Regions from separate parts of the Zea mays genome. Here region 2 is linked to region 1. The links are chromatin contacts, called in public Hi-C maps. All regions are on one chromosome and are shown on one strand. The core of a region is the stretch at or near the end of the contact, and the rest is flanking DNA. Distances in the headings are between cores, read along the strand shown.

Region 1 (6,861 bases), core at 1,044-3,543:
CAATGATGGCGCCCCACAAGCTCTGTGACGACGGCGGCTCTCAGCTCTCTTACGGAAGCAGGGCAACGTCAGCAAGGACTCGACCGCTCCAACAGTTGTCCCTCCGCCAGGCTCCGTCGCTCCTCCGATAGCCACGACATCACGCCAGCAAGGTGCCAAGACCTCTCCGGCTGCCACATTGGCATGTACCCAGGGCGCTAGCTCTCTCTCCGCTAGACACGTAGCACTCTGCTACCCCCCATTGTACACCCGGATCCTCTCCTTACGACTATAAAAGGAAGGACCAGAGCCTTCTTAGAGAAGGTTGGCCGCGCGGGGACGAGGACGAGACAGGCGCTCTCTTGGGGCCGCTCGCTTCCCTCACCCGCGTGGACGCTTGTAACCCCCCTACTGCAAGCGCACCCGACCTGGGCGCGGGACGAACACGAAGGCCGCGGGACTTCCACCTCTCTCACGCCCGTCTCCGGCCACCTCGACTTTCCCCCCTTCGCGCTCGCCCACGCGCTCGACCCATCTGGGCTGGGGCACGCAGCACACTCACTCGTCGGCTTAGGGACCCCCCTGTCTCGAAACGCCGACAAGAGGGATCCAAAGTGGAAAACCTCCTCGACGTCGAAGCTGATGACAATGTTGAAAATGATGGCCATGGACCTGTCATAGATCGACGTCTCATCCCCTACCTGGCTCGCCAGCTGTCAGTGTTTGGTATGGATGGCGCACTACGGGGCATAACACGTAGTGCTTTTGGGAGGACGGCGAGATCGATCACAGCTCGATGGTTCGTGTAGGGCACGACGGGACACAGAGAATTATACAGGTTTGGCCGCTCGAGCGTGTAATACCCTACATCCTATGACTTTGTGGAGTTGTATTGCCTGGTGTTCTCGGTTACAATGAGTTCTGGAGGTAGAACATGGTTATGCCTACTGATGTATGTGTTTTGTTTACGAAGGGGCTCCCCCTCTGCCTTATTTTTGACTGAGGAGTTACACGCACTACCCGATGAACGTCCTCATTCTACCCACATCTACGAGAGTCGTGCTGACTTGCCCGGAGGTTAGAGAGTCTTCAGGAAATTCACACATCCCCTGCATGTGTAGAATGTGGCCTGTGAGTCTTCACGTCTACGCAACCGCCTTCCTCGTCTGCTTCTGGTTATGTCCGATTGATACCCCTAAAGACTACGCCCTCGGTCCATTGGGGACCTCTTTGGTGGCCCACCTGAGGATATCTATTCACCACGTTACCTAAAAAGACAAACTCATGTGCAGGGCCAACCTTGAGGGGGTGCGGAGGGTGCGGCCGCACCGGGCCCCCCAAAACAGAGGGCCCCTCTGGCCACCGGACGTTAGCACTTTTTCCCCGCTAAGCATATCTACCCTAGACATAAATACGCAAGAGCGATGCGCTATCAATCAGTTTCGTTTAGATTGTTAAACTAATGTCTCAATTACTTATCTAATATTCACTCGTTCCAAAATAGTATTTGTTTTAACTCTTGATTTTTATGTCTATATGCAACTAGATGAGGAATCCACTAGAGAAGCAAAATAAATTCTATTTTGATACAGAAGGGTATTATTTACTATTCACATGATGGTTGCATCGACGGAGAGAAGATTTTAAAATTGAAATATTTTTTGAATTATTTAAGGTCAACAATGACTTAAGAAAGGTTAAATGGTTTGTCGATTATATGTATCTAAAAGAAGTTGTTGGATGGATTGATCTTAATGGTATAAGCGATGATTTGTATCACAAAATGTTAGAAGATATTTTTAATGACATCGGATAACAAGTATGTGTTTTTGGCTATATTTTATATTTGTTATCTTATAAACTTTAAAATAGTGCATGATAATTTGTATATGTTAAATATTATATATATTGTGTGTGGATGGAGCCTCCATTTCGAATTTCGTCCTGTGCCTCTAAAAAGTCAGGAAACGGTCCTGCTCACGTGGATGGAGTGGAGGGAGTCTTTGGCATCCTTTTATTTTTCACGTGCCTCCTAATGGCCACAGTGCAGTAGGCAGAGTATCTGCACGGGCACAATCGAACGCTGGCCGGCGTGCAGGGCCCGGCTAGAAAGCAGTCTTGCACGGCGCCGTGTGTGAAACCTCCGAACAGGAGCGCTGCCGCAAACGTTGAAAAAGGCAATGTACGAGCTGCTAGGCGGCGCCGGAATCAAAGCCGGGGCGGCGGGCGGGGAAGCCTTTGAACGGCGTGCGGATCGAGACTTGATGGGAGGTAGTACGTGCCAGGGCGGCGCTATACAGGCTAGCAGCAAGAAAAATGCTGTGTGCCTGTCGTGTCCGCCGGCTGCTGACTGACGGGGGCCGAAAGCGAAGCGAGCTAGACAGCACCACAGCAGCAGGAGGAGGAGGTATGCATGCCTGCAATGCATCTGTAGGAATCATCATCAGGTCAGTGATGACTGATATAACCTGGGACAAGTGCCAAAAAAAGCGACGACACCCGGGCAGCTAGCCGGCCGGTCAATGCGCGCATGGGCATGGCGATCCCCTCCACGTCGATCGCCAATCGGCGGTGGTCCGGGCAGCACTAGCACCACAATCCCATCAGTGGAATCAAGGGTCAGCAACGTGGAATACTGGTACTCTGCATGCCACTCGCTCAAGGACACAACACAATGGTGCCGGCCGTCAACTAACCCGAAACCAAAGGTGAAAGGTGTGCGGGTCATCGATCCTTGCTGCAGTGCAGGCGGTGCAAGCACGCTGTCCGTCCATCGACCAGTGACTTTTGAGCACGAACTGAAAAGCATCCATATCCAATTCTCCATGGACGATGCCATCGGTCTGCCCGTTTCCGTTCCCACTGGCCGCTGAAAAGCTTCGTTAGCACGACGCTTATCCAAATGCTTATTCATTGTTAGGGTCATAAATTATTTCTAGTTAAAAAATGAATACAAATAGAGCTAGACCTTAATTCGATTCGATCCTTAAATTTTATAGTGCAAAATTTATAGTCCATTGTCACCCCTACGCATAACCGTCAGTTTACCTCTCCTATCGCAAACACGCGATATGTGATTAGAGGTGGTAATGAGCTTTATATTTTACACTACAAACTTCAAAAATCGAATCGGATTAGGATCAGATCCTACTCCTATTCATTTTTAAACTAAAATTATCTGACGGCCCTAAATTTTTGTGAAGGGACATTTGGATCGTGATCCATTACCACCCCTATATGTGACGCGTTTGCTGAACCATGAGACGTAAACTTAGGCTCCATCGTCATTCAAGAACAGGTAACATGGGGTTAAGATTTTAGTGTTTAAGGGCAACGGTCATGATACGAGGGTGAGCCGTAATGCGACGATCATGCTACAGTGAGACCGTCGACAACAAAAAATGTTAAGTGAGTGTGCGTAATGGATCGAGAAAGATGAAAGGATGAATGTGAAAGCTTCAACCAAGAAACTGAATGTGGGAGAATAGACCGTTGACAATTAACACTTGACGATATCAATAAGTAAGTGTACAAGCGAGGATGGAGGTGAAGACAACGTTTGAACAAAGTCAAAATGATATCTAACCAAGTACAGGTGAGGGAACGGGCACTTGGTAACATAACGGTCAAGAACGAGCAGAACATATGTCGACATGGTGGAGATGTAGCACAGTAGCAACTATATGGCTATAAGGAGGTCTAACATTTTTTTGCCCCAAATTCACGATGACAAATTGTCGGCGTTTCGACCCCGGGGGTCCCTGGACCGACGAGTAAATTGTCGTTGCGTGTCCCAGCCCAGATGGGTCGGCGCGAGACGGGAGACAAAGGGGGAGAACAGTAAGGGGAACCCGCGGCCTTCGTGTTGTCCTGCGCCCAGGGTGGATGGATGCGCTTGCAGTAGGGGGTTACAAGCGTTCGCGTGGGAGAGAGCGAGAGCGAGAGCCTTATGCGTCGGCCCGTTCTCCCGCGCGGCCAACCTTCTCGTACGAGAGCCCTGAACCTTCCTTTTATAGGCGTAAGGAGAGGGTCCAGGTGTACAATGGGGGGTGTAGCAGTGTGCTAACGTGTCTAGCAGAGAGGAGCTAGAGCCCTAAGTACATGCTGTCATGGCAGTCAGAGAGGTTTTGGCACCCTGTTCATGTGATGTCGTGGCCGTCGGAGGAGTGCTGGAGCCCTGCGGAAGGACAGCTGTCGGGGCTGTCGAATCCTTGCTGACGTCTCCTTGCTTCCGTAAGGGGCTGAGAGCCGCCGTCGTCATGGAACATGCGGGGCGCCATCATTATTTGTTTACCGGGGCGAGCCAGATGGGACGTCGGTCTTGTTCCCCGTAGCCTGAGCTAGCTAGGGGTAGGGTAATGATGGCCCCCCTTGTGACGTGGTCGGTCCGAGCCCTAGGTCGGGCGAGGCGGAGGCTCCTCCGAGGTTGAGGTCGAGTCCGTCTTCCGAGGTCGAGGCTGAGTCCGAACCTTGGGGTTGGGCGAGGCGGAGTCCGTCTTCCGAGGTCGAGGTTGAGTCCGAGCCCTGGGTCAGGCGAGGCGGAGACCATCTTCCGAGGTCGAGGCTGTGTCCGAGCCCTGGTGTCGGGCGAGGCGGAGTCCGTCGTCCAGCGTCGAGGTTGAGCCCGAGCCCTGGGGTCGGGCGAGGCGGAGCTTCCTATGGCGCCCGAGGCTGGACTTAGCTGCTGTCAGCCTCACTCTGTCGAGTGGCACAGCAGTCGGAGCGACACAGGCGACGCTGTTTTCTTGTCAGGTCGGTCAGTGGAGCGGCGAAGTGACTGCGGTCATTCGGCTCTGTCGACTGAATAGCGCGCGTCAGGATAAGGTGTCAGGCGATCCTTGTATTAAATGCTCCTGCGATACGGTCGGTTGGCGTGGCGATCTGGCCAAGGTTGCTTCTCTGCGAAGACTGGGCCTCGGGCGAGCCGAAGGTGTGTCCGTTGCTTGAGGGGGCCCTCGGGCGAGACGTGAATCCTCCGGGGTCGGCTGCCTTTGCCCGAGGCTGGGCTCGCGCGAGGCGAGATTGTGTCCCTTGAGTGGACTGAGCCTTGACCTTAATCGCGCCCATCAGGCCTTTGCAGCTTTGTGTTGATGGGGGTTACCAGCTGAGATTAGGAGTCTTGGGGGGTACCCCTAATTATGGTCCCCGACAGTAGCCCCCAAGCCTCGAAGGGAGTGTTGATACTTGCTTGGAGGCTTTTGTCGCACTTTTTTGCAAGGGGACCGGCCTTTCTCGGTTGCGTTTTGTTCCAGTGGGTGCACGCGAGCGCACCCGCCGGGTGTAGCCCCCGAGGCCTCGGAGGAGTGGTTTGACTCCTTCGAGGTCTTAGCGCGTTTCGTGATGCTTCGGCCGGTCTGGTTGTTCCCTCATGCGAACTGGCCATAACCCGGGTGCATAGTCGAGTCCCAAGTTCTCGGGCTGGTATGTTGACGCTGTCAACGGTTTGGCTGGAGCCGGGTTTTCGAGAGCAGCCCCGAGCCTCCGCACAGAGCGAGAGGACGGTCAAGGACAGACTCGGCTTTTTTCATACGCCCCTGCGTCGCCTTTCTGCAAGGAGGAGGGGGGAAGCGCCATGTTGCCCTCGGAGGGCGCCGAACATGGTGTCTCCAGTGAGTTACTAACGAGTAATCCGAGTGGACGCCCGTGCCCCACTCGTTAGGGGTCGGCTAGTGGCTCGGAGGCGCGCTCCAAAAGTACCTGCGGGTGATTCGCCGGACCCGGTCCCTTTTTGACGGGGTCCGAGGGCTCGATGCCTCCCTCTGGTGGGATTCCGTTACAAAATCGTTCCCGTCGGTCTCGGAAATGTCCTAGGTTACCTCGGGGGCGTAGCCCGAGCCTTGGTTATGTATCGAACGTACCCAGGGTCATCCCTCGCTCTACGTGCTCTGAGGTGGCTGTCGAACCCTTCGGGGGCCAGCCTACGAACCCCTGATCAGTAGTGGGCGCGGAGCCCGAGTGGCTTGAGGCGGCTGTCGAACCCCTCCGAGGGGCCAGCCTTCGAACCTCTGACCAGTAGTGGGCGCGAAGCCCGAGTGCTCTGAGGCGGCTGTCAAACCCTTCCGAGGGGCCAGCCTTCGAACCTCTGATCAGTAGTAGGCGCGAAGCCTGAGTGCTCTGAGGCGGCTGTTGAACCCTTCCGATGGGCCAGCCTTCGAACCTCTGATCAGTAGGAGGGCTCGGGGCCCGCTTCCTTCGCGGAGAAGGATCCCTTTCGGAGTGTCCCCTTTCCCGGTCCCTGTGGCAAGAGAGAGAGAGAGAGAGAGGAAGAGGAAAAGGATACGAAATCGAACGACGTGGCACACCTTTTTTGACGCGGTCATTATGGCGGAGGTGAAGCGTCGCCTGCTTCGCCTGCCAAAGGTGCCGCCTGTCCTGCCGCAGAGTTAATGCGACGGGACGAGTGGTTCGCGGGGCAGCCGTTGTGCGTGCGCGAGCCGTTTGAGGAACGGAACACGGGCGCGTCGTCTTCACGCCGTGGGAGAGGGTTCTCTCGCTGTCCCAGGAGGAGGCGTGAGCTTGCTGACGACTTGACTGCTGCTTCCACCCGCCTGCCACCGCCATTACTGCCGGCCCATTTCTGGCCATATCGACCGTCGCGCCTTCTCTCGCGGCTGACTGACCCATGACTGATGTGCTCGGTTGGCACTGTCGGGTCATGCGCACAGTCGCCTCGAGTCACAGCACCGATTCCGCAGTCGAGGAGGCGCGGTACTGGCGCGCCGGTTACATGACGTGTGGGCCTGGGCCTCCATGCTGGACGCGTCGAAGTCGAAAGGGTGCGCCCCCTTGGTGCGATTGCATGCCGCCTGCATGGCGGTCGCCCTTTCACCCGCTGGTCCGGGCGATAGTGGAGGAATGTTTGTAACCGCTGGGCTGTTGTGT
Region 2 (6,536 bases), core at 530-3,029, 120 kb after region 1:
CGAGAAGTCCAGTATCTGCGGCGGCGCACTCCAGGACGACGGCGGCGAGAACGAGAAGGGCAGGTTGCCGCCCCGCCCGCCCATCATCATGAGCTGCTGCTGGACCGCCGCCGCGTGGTCGCCGCCGCCCCGGCCGCCCTGCAGCAGCTGCGCGTACTGCATGAGGTCAGGGTACGGGTACGGGTACGGCATGACGGTCGGGCGGCCGTGCTGCAAGTGCGGCTGCGCCTGCGCCTGCGGCATTGCTGCCAGGTTCACCGCCGCCGCCCGCGGGTGCCGGTGGTGGTCCGGGATGCCGCGGGTGACGACGAAGCCGAGGTCGGTTCGGCCCTGCACGCGCTCCGGGAAGTTGAGCTTGGCCTTGGTGCCCTTGAACCGCAGCGCCGCCTCGTCGTAGGCGATGGCGGCGTCCTCCGCCGTGTCGAAGGTGCCGAGCCACACCCGCGCCGCCTTCTTGGGGTCCCGGATCTCCGCCGCCCACTTGCCCCACGGCCGCTGCCTCACCCCTCGGTAGTGCCGCCTCAGACCTGCACCTCCCGCGGCGCAAAACATGCTTAGTTTATTCGCTACTACAAAACACATGGCCGTGCTCAATAGAGTAATTAACTATCTACCACCTACTTGGCCTGGACACAGGTTTTATCAAATCGTCGTGAGAGCACGTTGCGTCACAGATAACGTAATCTTTGTACGCATAAAATACTCCTTGGCAAGATAATTCGTCAATCAGCATAGTTAATTAGCGGTGCTTGATCTCCTGCCCAGTTCATGCTGGTGTGCTTTCTCGAGTGTTCATTAACCCACGGACTATTACTGCTAGTCAAGGAGTAAGTATACTTAGCTAGCTGCTGGTAATTGACAGGCTGCATCGATGATGGACGACGTGTCACTGATTTGGACGGTGCGAAGCTTCCAAACAGCTAGCCGCGCAATCGAGCGAGCGGAAGCGCCCGTGTGTGCGTGCCTTGCTTTCGCAATCGAGCGCGCACACAGGACAAGGAGTAATGCTAGCTTTGCTATGCTCGCATCGATCGATGAGAGAGGATGGATGGCTACGTGCGCGCGCGTACCTTGCTCCTCCTCGGCGGCGACGTGGCCACCGGGATGGTGGTGCGCAGCCGCTTGCGGTTGCGGATGGTCTCCCTCTCCCTGCCGCAGGACCGGCGCGCCGGCGGCGCCGTACAAGCAGGCGGCCTGCTGCGGCGGGAGTTGGTCGGGCGAGGCGCGGATGACATGGGCTAGCGCGGAGGCCACGGCGGAGGCGTCGTGGTCGGCGCGCGCCGAGTAGTAGTACTGCGCGTACGCCTCCGGCGAAGGGCCGGCCACGGAAGACGACGAAGACCCTCGGCCACCGCTAAAGGTAGCTCCTGCTTGCAGCTGCGAGACGACAACGTGATGCTTCTCCTCCTGATCCAGCTGCTCGTACTTTGCCGGCGGCGGGGGCAGCTCCTCCTCCTCTTCCTCCTCCTCGTCGGCGGGTAGGGGCCTCTTGCCATGCCTCCTCCGTGGATCCACCTTAGTCAGCTGCCCGTTGATCTGCCTCCTCCTCCGGTGGGTAGAGCTGGACCGATCGATCCGGGCATGCGTCAAGGAGAGAGCTGAAGATTTGGACTTTCGGACGGAGGCTCGCGCTAGGCTCGGTGCAGCAGTGCACAATGACGTGCCGAGCTCGCTACTGATAAGTACGCGGAGAGAGATGCGCATAATGCCTTCTCTTTTATCTTTATTATTTATTGTTTATTTACTGTGTTGGCTAGTAAGAGAGAGAAAGGAAGATGAAACCTTTTGTACTGTAAACTTAGTTCCGAAAGGGTAAAAAAGGTTATCTTAAAACTTGGGACATCTCTAATAATAATACTAATATTGCTTTATTAGCAGCATGCATGTCGGAATTCGGAAAAGACAAGATAGCGGCGCCTTCCACTACAGTAAACTAACAAACATCCGACGGCCACCTTATCTCTGACGGCCGCCTACGAGGCCGTCGGAGATAAGGTTATGTCCGACGGCCACAACGGGCTCTCGGAAATACTGCTTATCTCCGACGGCTGTGTACGAGGCCGTCGGAGATAAGGTTATGTCCGACGGCTGGCAGCGTAGCCGTCGGAGATTACTGATTTCAAGGTAACGGCGCTAGGGCCGTTTCGATTTTCATTTCTCTCTCGCGCGCTCGGTGCTCTCTCTCTCTCTCCGCGCCGTCGCCTCGCCGCCGTGCCCGCTTCGTCGCCGCCGCGCCAGCGCGCTCACCGAGGCAGCCGTCGTGCCTGCGCGCTCGCCGAGGCCCCGGTCGCACCGTGCGCCCGCCGCCGTCCGGCTCCCCACGCCCGCTGTCCGGTGTCTCCCGCGCTGCTGCTCCTCGCCAACGGCATAACCACAACTACCGCTAAGTGAGTATCCTTAACATTGTTTTTTAGAATTGTATGTATTAATGTATTTGATAAGAATTGTATGTATGAATGTATTTGATTAGAATTGTATGTATGAATGTATTTGATTGTTTAGTTTGTTATGTCCGACGGCCAAAATTTGATTATGTAATTAAATTAGCTTGTTTTAGTTCATTTAGTGGTGCTTTAGATAATTTAAATTTTTAATTTCCGAGGGTAATTATTATGCCCTCGGAAATAAGGTCATTTTATATGATTTGTCATCCATAACAATGTTATTTCGTATGTAATATTGTATTGTGGTTTATTAGTTTTATTATTTAATAATGCACGATGATTCTAGTTAATCATAGTGTATCGTAGTGTGAACAAACGAAACCTAGGCGTCACCCGTTTCGGCCCAACACACCTTACAAGCGACACATGTGAGGTATGTTGGGCCAGAATTGTCCCTTTATTGGACAGCCTCGGGGTGACCGACAGAGTCTGTGTTTATGACAAAAGCATGTGCTCCTGCTTAGTTTCGGCAACATAACCCCTCTGTTCTCCAATTGCACCATTTTTAGGCGTGCGATTGGAGAACAGCGGGGTTATGCTGCCAAAATTTCGCACGACCACATGTCTTGTCATAAACACGGGCTCGTCGGTCACTCCTGGGTGGGTTTAGGACCTATCCTTTCCTACAGATGTAGGGGCGTGATTTCTTCGTAAAAACAGATGGTCCGTGCATTACTTATCTAATTAAGTTAACGTCTCGTATCTAGTATGGAGGAGAATCGTCGATGGATGTATGAAGGTTGGAAGAAAAGAGGTGCTCTATCAAGTGAGTGGGTTGCCAAGACTGATGCTTTTCTCGACCATGCTTTTGCTCGGTCAGAGACTGGAACCGATGTTAGGTGCCCTTGTAGCAAGTGTCGGAACATTAATTTCCTTGACAGGAGGACTATGTCGATACATATTTGCAAGAACGGTTATATGCCAGGCTATGAGGTGTGGGTGCACCACGGTGAGGACCCACCTCCTCGTATTGTATCAGAAGTTCAGTCACATGAAGAGGAGGACTACGATAGGATGGAAGAGATGCTTGACGATGTACGCCATGAGCTTCTAACCATCGATTCGGAGAACCCCGGTCAACCCACCGAGTTTGAGGATCCAGCTAAACCTGAGGTTCAGAAGTTCTTCGAGCTCCTTAAAGCTGCCGAAGAGCCGTTGCATGTGCACACAAAAGTGACCGTCCTTGTATTTGTGACTCGACTTATGGCTATTAAGTCTAAGTTTGCATTCTCAAACAACTGTTACAAGGAGCTTTTGAACTTGATCAGTGATGTACTTCCGGAGAATCACAAGATGCCAAAGGACATGTATCAGTCTAAAAAGTTATCTGGGCTCGGTATGGACTACGAAAAAATCGATGTATGTGAAAATAATTGTATGCTTTTCTAGAAGGAGACCACGAGTGAGAAGAAGTGTACTGTATGTGGTGAGCGTAGATTCGTTGAGGTTGAAAACGACGATGGTTTGACCGTGACTACGAAGATTGCACGTAAGCAGCTTCGTTACATGCCTCTCATACCTCGGTTGAAACGTTTTTTCATCTCCAAGAATACAGCCAGACACATGAGGTGGCACAAAGAAGGGGTACGTGAGAATCCAAATGTCATGGTGCACCCAGCTGATACAGATGCATGGAAGGCACTAGATGCTTTTGATTCCAGCTTTGCTGATGAAGTGCGGAATGTCCGCTTCGGTTTGGCAACAGATGGTTTCTCGCCATTCAATCTAACTGCAACGTCCTACTCATGTTGGCCCGTCTTTGCTGTTCCATACTACCTTCCACCAGCTCTTTGCATGAAATATGAATTTATTTTCTTGTGTCTTGTAATACCTGGTCCGGATCATCCTGGAATAAAGATCGATGTGATGATGAGACCCCTGATTGAAGAATTGAAAATTTTGTGGGAAGGAGTCGAGGCGTACGATTGTTACAAGAAACAGAAGTTCAACCTGAGAGCCGCGTTTTTATGGTCTATTCATGATTTTATGGCTTATGGTATCTTTGCTGGATGTAGTTGTCATGGGATTTTGACATGTCCGATATGCGTTGAAGACACTTTATGCTTTCGACTAAAGTTTGGTGGAAAGATATGTTACTTCGATTGCCATAGATGTTTTTTGCCAGAGGATCACTCGTTCAGGTTCGATAGGAACGCTTTTAAAAAGGACACGATTGGGACGAGGGGACCACCCAAGCGTCTAAGTGGTCCAGAGATTCTCGCGAGACTTAATGATTTGAAACTAAACGAACATGGAAATCGTTTTGAAGGTTATGGAACCGAGCATAATTGGACTCACAAATGTGGTCTATGGGATCTCCCTTATATGAAAGCCTTGATTCTAATGCATAACATTGATGTCATGCACCAGGAACGAAATATGGGTGAAAGCATTATCAGCACTTGCATGAATATCACTGACAAAACAAAAGACAACCCTAAGGCAAGGAAAGACTTGGCCTTAATCTGTAGAAGACCAACTATGGAGATAGGAGAGAATCAGAAGAAGCCACGTGCTCCTTTCAGTATTAAACCTAAAAGGAAGAAACAATTGATGAAATGGTTGAAAAACTTAAAGTTCCCAGATGGTTACGCCGCGGGCTTTAGAAGGTCTGTGAATTTGAAGACGGGCAAATTTTCTGGGTTGAAGAGTCATGACTACCACATAATAATGGAAAGATTCATTCCTGTTATGTTTCGTGGTTTTGTAAAAAATGATGTCTGGAAAGCATTAGCGGAGCTAAGCTACTTTTATAGACATCTTTGTGCCAAAGAAATAAAGAAAGAGATGATGGAGAAGCTTGAGCAACAAATACCGATTTTGGTATGCAAACTTGAAAAAATATTTCCACCAGGTTTCTTCAATCCGATGCAACATCTACTTGTTCACCTACCATACGAAGCTGAGGTAGGAGGTCCTGTGCAATATAGATGGATGTATCACATCGAAAGGACACTAAAGAAGCTACGTGCAATGGTTGGTAATAAGAGACGAGTTGAAGGGTGCATCGCTGAAGAATTCAAATACAAAGAGATAGCATCGTTCACGGGCCTGTACTTTGCAGAGGAACACAATGTCAATGCCCATACGTTGCGGTATCATGTCGACGAGCCCCCTATTAGTGATATTGAAATTTTTCAATGGAGGGGCAAAACTGTAGGACCCAGCACAACATACTGTTTCACCAACGACGAATGGAAGACTGCTTTACTCTACATGTATAACAACATGGAAGAGATGAGTCAGTTTCTCCTGTAAGTGTAAACTTTATTTTAGTCATTGCCGCTAGAATTTTTGTTGTGATACTAAAAGGTTTGTTTCCTTGTACTAACAGGGAATTTGATTCTCAAAATTGCATCTCTGGCTGTGAACGTGACCAGATTCGTCGAGAGGGAAAAGATGGGGGACTTAATTTCTTGTGTTGGTTTCGAGATTATGTAGATAAAAATGACAATATACACCCGGACCTTCGACAATTATCCCTAGGAGCAGTAACTGGCAGACGTTATGGTCGGTATGATGTCAATGGTTTTAGATTCTGTTCCACAAGGTTCGAAGATGATCATCCTCTAGCAGCCACAACAAACTCCGAAGTTGTAACTAGAGCTGTCGATGATGAAGGGAAGGTGACTAATTATTATGGAGTCATTAATGATATAATCGAGTACAAGTTTTTTGGAGATAAACAACTCAAAGTGGTGTTCTTCGATTGTGATTGGTTTTCTCCAAATACAACGCGAGAAAATCAATATGGCATGGTGGAAGTCAAACACAACGATAGATTAAAAGGCCACGACACTATAATCCTTGCCCACCAATGCGAGCAGGTGTATTATATGACATATCCATCTAAGAAAAACGGTTTGGTTGATTGGAGGGTAGTGTACAAAGTTAATCCTCGTGAACGACTATATGCTCCTGGTGATGCTGGTTATGTTGAAAGTCAAATCGAGCAGGAAGTAGGGGCTGCTGAGATTTTCCAAGACGAAGAACTTACAAGCACGTTTAATGTACAAACTGAAATGTTGGAAGAATCTTTATTAGGCGATCAAAATGATGTAGAGGTTCCTCCAAAAAGAAAACGAGTGACGA

What was found. Hi-C and Micro-C count contacts between places; a contact is called where the count stands out from the background.
Region 2: a contact with region 1 is called in a Hi-C map of tassel, with 4 times the contacts expected there. The contact joins the promoter of LOC103646542 here to the enhancer-like site in region 1. A contact is called at or near these places in 4 of 25 Hi-C or Micro-C datasets (bundle sheath, ear, endosperm and 1 more).

The regions. Positions count from the first base shown.
Region 1 is chr2:65,383,463-65,390,323 of Zm-B73-REFERENCE-NAM-5.0, forward strand. No RefSeq gene overlaps it. Among protein-coding and RNA genes, the nearest start is that of LOC103646541, 77 kb to the left of the region's middle. Within about 2 kb of position 2,294, at least 16 of the 20 cell types and tissues checked have an H3K27ac peak or open chromatin away from gene starts, as enhancers often do. A contact at or near this core is called in bundle sheath, ear, endosperm and 1 more, where this site is marked.
Region 2 is chr2:65,503,630-65,510,165 of Zm-B73-REFERENCE-NAM-5.0, forward strand. It overlaps LOC103646542, which reads right to left and starts at 1,780. Exons shown (of 2, transcript XM_008671266.3): 1 at 1,071-1,780; 2 at 1-527. The coding sequence starts at 1,704.